Regions from separate parts of the Mus musculus genome. Here region 1 is linked to region 2. A link is a contact called in public HiChIP or PLAC-seq data. All regions are on one chromosome and are shown on one strand. The core of a region is the stretch at or near the end of the contact, and the rest is flanking DNA. Distances in the headings are between cores, read along the strand shown. Region 1 overlaps Atf2 (activating transcription factor 2). Region 2 holds the start of Chrna1os (cholinergic receptor, nicotinic, alpha polypeptide 1 (muscle), opposite strand).

The links. HiChIP or PLAC-seq counts read pairs in DNA pulled down with a chosen protein or histone mark.
Region 1: a contact with region 2 is called in an H3K27ac HiChIP or PLAC-seq map of embryonic stem cells, with 8 read pairs. The contact joins the enhancer-like site here to the promoter of Chrna1os in region 2. A contact is called at or near these places in 20 of 39 promoter capture datasets (the 3T3-L1 cell line, 3T3-L1-derived adipocytes, the C10 cell line and 13 more), 1 of 15 datasets of contacts at CTCF or cohesin (the NIH/3T3 cell line), 6 of 484 Hi-C or Micro-C datasets (cortical neurons, embryonic stem cells, myocytes and 1 more), 15 of 115 datasets of contacts at active chromatin or transcription factors (bone marrow-derived macrophages, cardiomyocytes, craniofacial prominence and 9 more) and 2 of 9 other capture datasets (adipose tissue and embryonic stem cells).

What each region holds. Positions count from the first base shown.
Region 1 is chr2:73,825,707-73,828,406 of GRCm38.p6, reverse strand. The region is part of intron 13 of Atf2 (activating transcription factor 2); the gene reads left to right. Among named protein-coding and RNA genes, the nearest start is that of Chn1, 52 kb to the right of the region's middle. Within about 2 kb of position 1,441, at least 2 of the 459 cell types and tissues checked have an H3K27ac peak or open chromatin away from gene starts, as enhancers often do. A contact at or near this core is called in embryonic stem cells, where this site is marked.
Region 2 is chr2:73,583,599-73,586,298 of GRCm38.p6, reverse strand. It overlaps Chrna1os (cholinergic receptor, nicotinic, alpha polypeptide 1 (muscle), opposite strand), which reads right to left and starts at 1,439. Exons shown (of 2, transcript NR_153820.1): 1 at 1,292-1,439.

The DNA.
Region 1 (2,700 bases), core at 192-2,691, 240 kb before region 2:
TTTGGTTTGGTTTGGTTTGGTTTGGTTTTTTGTGTGTAGCTTTGCAAGACAGGGTTTCTCTGTGTAGCCCTGGTTGTCCTGGAACTCACTCTGTAGACTAGGCTGGCCTCGAACTCAGAGATTCTCCTGCCTCTGCCTCCTGAATGCTGGGATTAAAGGTGTGCACCACTGCTGTCTGACTAGGAACATAGTTTTTTCTAGATGATCCTGCAAGTATTTTAGGACATGATATATACGACACATATGTAGACTCTGTAGTAAGCCATGGTTTCCTAAACCTTGTGAATTCTGACCTGAAGTGATACCAAACTTTCAACCCTGACACAATGAAGAAATTTTATGTGTAACTGTTTAGTTGTGTGGTACAGAAATACTGTAATAACCTTGCTTGAACTTTATAAAGTTCAAAACTTTTTTTAAAAATCGCTATTTTTTGTTTATTTGTTCTGTTTATTTGTCATTTTACCTTTATATTAACCATAAAGTTGTTCCAATGGCAGTTTTTTACTTTCTTTCTTTGAATTACAATTCTGTTGTTCTTTCTTAAGTAACTAGCACATGTGAAAGGAGCCAGATTGACAGCTTTGGAAACTGAAGGATTCTAATTATCCACAAAATAGGTAATATTCGGCCAGTGGCATAACAAATTATTTCATACTGCCCTGCCGATGTGCCTCAAATACATTTCTTAGGATCTCATGTGTTATAAAGATTTTAAGGCTCCATTCAAGTCTTGGGTAAGATTTTTAATAAAAGTATTAAGGTAGCATCAAATGTGTTTCTTTCCTTCCTTCTCTCCTTCTTTCTTTCCTCCTTCCTTTATCTCTTTCATTCTGTTTTCATCATTTTGCTTTTGACATTGTGAATATTCTCCAGTAGTAGCTTTTGAACTAACAAGTAACTAGAAATTAATAAATTGTAGTTGTTTATTAATATAGGTCAAGTTTTTGTGTGTTTAACAACAGGACTAGAAGTTGAAATTGGGGCTTCAGTGGTCTACCACTAGTGCCTCCTTTAGTAATTTTGAGTTTTAGCATAGGGAGCTAAATTGCCCAAACTTGCTTCAAACTCAAGATCTTCCGGTCTCAGCTTTCCAAGTAGCTGGTATTGTGAACATATGAGTAGATCAATCTTTTGAATTACCCATTTCCAGTGAAAACAAAACTCAGTTATTATGAATATATGCTGTGCGCCTAGATTAGGCAGATCTACCACTACCCTCCATCTTCCACGTCTATGAGACTCCTTAGAACTTGAGATTTCTCCAGGCCATGTGCTTCTGCTCTACTTTTCTTCTTCCTCCTCCTCTGCGTCCTCTCCCTCTTCCATTTTCTTCTTCTTTTTCTCCTCACCTTCCCTTTTATCTGCCCAACCATCAACTCTCCTTTATTTTACAAATTAAGGCGGGAAGCAGGTTTACAGGAAATCACCTGAGTGCTGACCTGTTTCTTGTTCTTAGCCCCTCTACAGGAGAATGGGATTAACATCAAATATAATTACCCCCAGGGCTATCCACAACAGGGCACTTGTTTCTTAAATCTATCTTAAAAGTGTCACAAATAAAATTGTTAAAATACTTAGAAAGCTCTTTTTAACATCCTGTATCGCACTTACCCAAACTAAATTTTATAGCAAGTTTTCATATGTGAGACAGACATTCTTAGAAGCCTTTGTTGCATTTTGCATATTGTTTTGGTTATTTTAAGACGAACTGATTGCCTCTTACAAAACTTATTTTTAGCCATCTAACTTATAATATGAAAAAATGATTATTCATGACTTACTAAACAACATAAACTTCAAATATATACTAGAATTTAGTTACAAATTTTATCGTTATCATCCTAACAAATGAATTTACTAAAAAACTTAGAATAAAATTCATTTCTCATTTAAGTGAAATGAAACATTGTACATATACTGATTTATGTGTAGACCATGAAAACTATTCTTTGCAAACCTGATAGAATATCAATTACTATTACTTACATATCAACAAAGTGATTTAAATGTTTCTTTTTATTGTTCTTAACTAATAAAACTTTTTTAAAAATTTTTTGAAATTATAATTTATTTATACTTTGCTCTCCCTTTTCTCCCTCCAAATCCAGAATAATGCCCTTTCCAACTCTCCTTCAAATTCATGACCTTTTTTTTGTTTCAACAAATTACTACTTCATGCATATATGTATATGCATAGATGTTCCTAAATATAACCTATTGAGTCTGTCTAATACTACCTGTATGTATGTTTCGAGACTGACTTTTTTTTTTTTTTTTTGGTTTTTCGAGACAAGAGTTTCTCTGTATAGCCCTGGCTGTCCTGGAACTCACTTTGTAGATCAGGCTGGCCTCGAACTCAGAAATACGCCTGCCTCTGCCTCTGCCTCTGCCTCCCGAGTGCTGGGATTAAAGGCGTGCGCTACCACACCCAGCTGAGACTGACTCTTTGACACTAGACAACCAGTTGGCATATTCTTCCCTGAGGAACACCATCTCTCCCATTCCCAGTTTACCTCAGTTACCTGTAGTTCTTGGTGTATATAGGGTTGTGGCCTTGGGGTCAAGCCATCTAGTTTGGCATGTTCATTGGTGTCATTCCTGTTCAGCTCACATTTGGACAAAATCATGTTGGTGAGACTTTATGGATAAGAGAAGGAATTAGTAGAGTACAGGTGAACTATCTGATCAGGGAAATGA
Region 2 (2,700 bases), core at 190-2,689:
GGAAGGTGTGACTAGGCATGGTGGCACACAGCATTAATGCCAGCGCCCCAGAGGCAGAGTCAGGTGGGTCTCTTTGAGTTCAGGGCCAGTCTGGTCTACAAAGCGATATCCAGAACAGCCAGAAGAAAGAAAGAAAGAAAGAAAGAAAGAAAGAAAGAAAGAAAGAAAGAAAGAAAGAGAGAAAGAAAGAAAGACAGTGAAGAGTGATTGAGAAAGCTGGCCTTCAATTGCCCAACATACATATATACATACATACATGTGTACACACAGACCACACACATGAACATATATACACACAAAGAAACATCAAATTCTGGCTTGTCTGCAACTTGTAGTCTAAGTGAACTCGGACACATCACAGGTAACTGATAAATTATTTCTCTGGCGGAGAAATGAGCCAATTCAAGCCAGATTAGCGATATTTATAAAGGCAGGTTTATTGGGAAACTGCACACAGGAGAGATCACTGGTTCCAAGAAATGAGGCCAAGTCGCCATGGAGAGGGAGACAGAGGGGGTGGGGGGAGTGGAGGAGGGAGGAAGAGAAAGAGAGAAAGCTCGCACAGAGAAAGGGAGAAAAGAGAGAAGGGCGGAGAGCGGAATGTCTGATTCATAAAGGGAAGAGCCTCTGGGGGGAGGGGAAGCCCAACCTCTGGGCTGGGAAGTTTAGAGTAGAGGGCATGCTTTGCCAGGTAGGTACTGAGGGATGCTGGGAGAACCCGGAAGCCAGGTCCACTTTGGTATGTTAAATATTCAGCCCAGTTTCTTGTTCTGGGTCTGAATCCCAACAGTAACACCACTCCGCTGAGGAGAGCGAAAAGGGAGACGTCAGGACTCTCTCCCTGACTCAGGGATGATGTCCTCTTCCGCTCTCAGAAAGGGAGAGCTTGTAACTAGATAGGACCGCCATGCCTACTGCTGTGAACCACAGCTCCAAGACTCAGAGGCCGCGAAAGAATCGAAGAATCTGGCTTGTGTCTCATAGGAAGCACTGTGTGATCCATTTGATCACAAAACTATCAACTTGAAGTGCATGGTTCAGAGCTTGTCTGTGTGTTTGGGGGTGGAGGTGAGTCTGATAGCACAGCACATACCTGTAAATATAAACACTCAGGGAATGAGGCCGGGGAATTGCAGATTAGCTTGGAGCATATAGAAAGACCCTGTCTGACAACAAAAATTCCAAACAATAACAAAATAGAATTTAAAAGTCCGAGCATTTCCGACAGACCAAGATAAAGGCAGATTCCTGGATAAGATTTGTCGGCCTTGGGAAAAAAAAAAAAACAAACCGTCAAATTCATTGCAGCCAGCTCTCCGACTGTTCAGTTCCTCCGGACTTCATGCCGCACAATGTCAGGAGCTGAGCTGGACTTTTGCTGAGACCCTTCTGAGGGGAGTCCTAGGCTGGCTTGCTTGGTGTTTCCGCTTGTGGATAGCAAAAGGCTTCAGAGCCCCGCGGGGGGGGGGGGGGGGGGCGGCCCTTTCAGAGAGGGCTCTGCGGCTGGATCACCACTTCAATGACCGTCTGTTGCCACCTGCTGGCCGCTGGGCTGCTGCACAGCACTGCACAAGGATGTTTCACGGGTTGAGGGGCGGGGGTGGGGGTGGGGGCTCCTAGGAGCCCCAAATGTGGTGGCACAGGACTTTTATCCCAGAAGTAGGTGAGTTCAAGTTCAGTCTTGTCTGCATAGCTAGTTCCAGGCTAGGCAGGGACCCCGTCTCAGTTAAAATAAAATTAAAATTCGGGTGGGACATAGGCAGCACTAATTAGGTTGGGTTGTAATTTTGTTTAAAAGAATAGGATGTGAATTTGGGAAGAGGATGGGCACAGGAGGAGTTGAGGGTGGGGGTTGGAAGTAGGTGTAACCTAAATACATTGTATACATACATGAAATTATGTAACAATATAATATAAAAATCTAATAAAGAATAAACTTTGTAATATGTGAATGGGGATAGAAGTGACAGATCCACTGTAATCCGTTCATCAAACCATGAAACTCAGTGAAACTCAGCTTTTGATTGCTTCTGTATCATGTCGTTTGATGAGCTTTTATAGATATGTTCTCTTTCATTCATTCACTAGTCAGTCATAAACACTTTGGAGGGACCCAGAATGGCACTGGCGTTATTGATAGAATGAGGGTCACATTCTCATTGTTGCCTCAAATAAAAGCAAGCAGTACAATCTATCCTAGTCTATTATTATTTTGATACAGGTCTGACAATAGCCTGGGCTGACCTGGAACCAGTAATCCTCTTGCCTCAGCCTCTGCAGTGGTGGGATTCCAGGCTGAGCTACCACACCCTGCCACTCTACTCTTGAATTATAATTTACTTCCACTTACCCCTCAGCAACAACGACTTACTGACTCTCCATCCTCCACAGGCTGAAGCAACAACCAAGAGCAAAGAGACCCAGGCATGACTCTTGTCACTGTAAAGTCCAGTAGAAGAGACAGATGTTGATCAACTGCAGAATTGACATCACAGTGCAATGTGGTAGGGTCAAAGGAACAGTTCCAATAAAAGGGGCCTCAGAGACCTCCTAAGTTCTAGATAGAGACTCAGGCTATTTGGTATGCACTGAAGTTACTTAAGCACTTCTGCCTTGGGGGGAGTGTAACCCAGTGGGCTGATCTGTATGTATAAAGATTCTCACCGCATGATTTTTTTATACAAGCTAATGCACACGGAG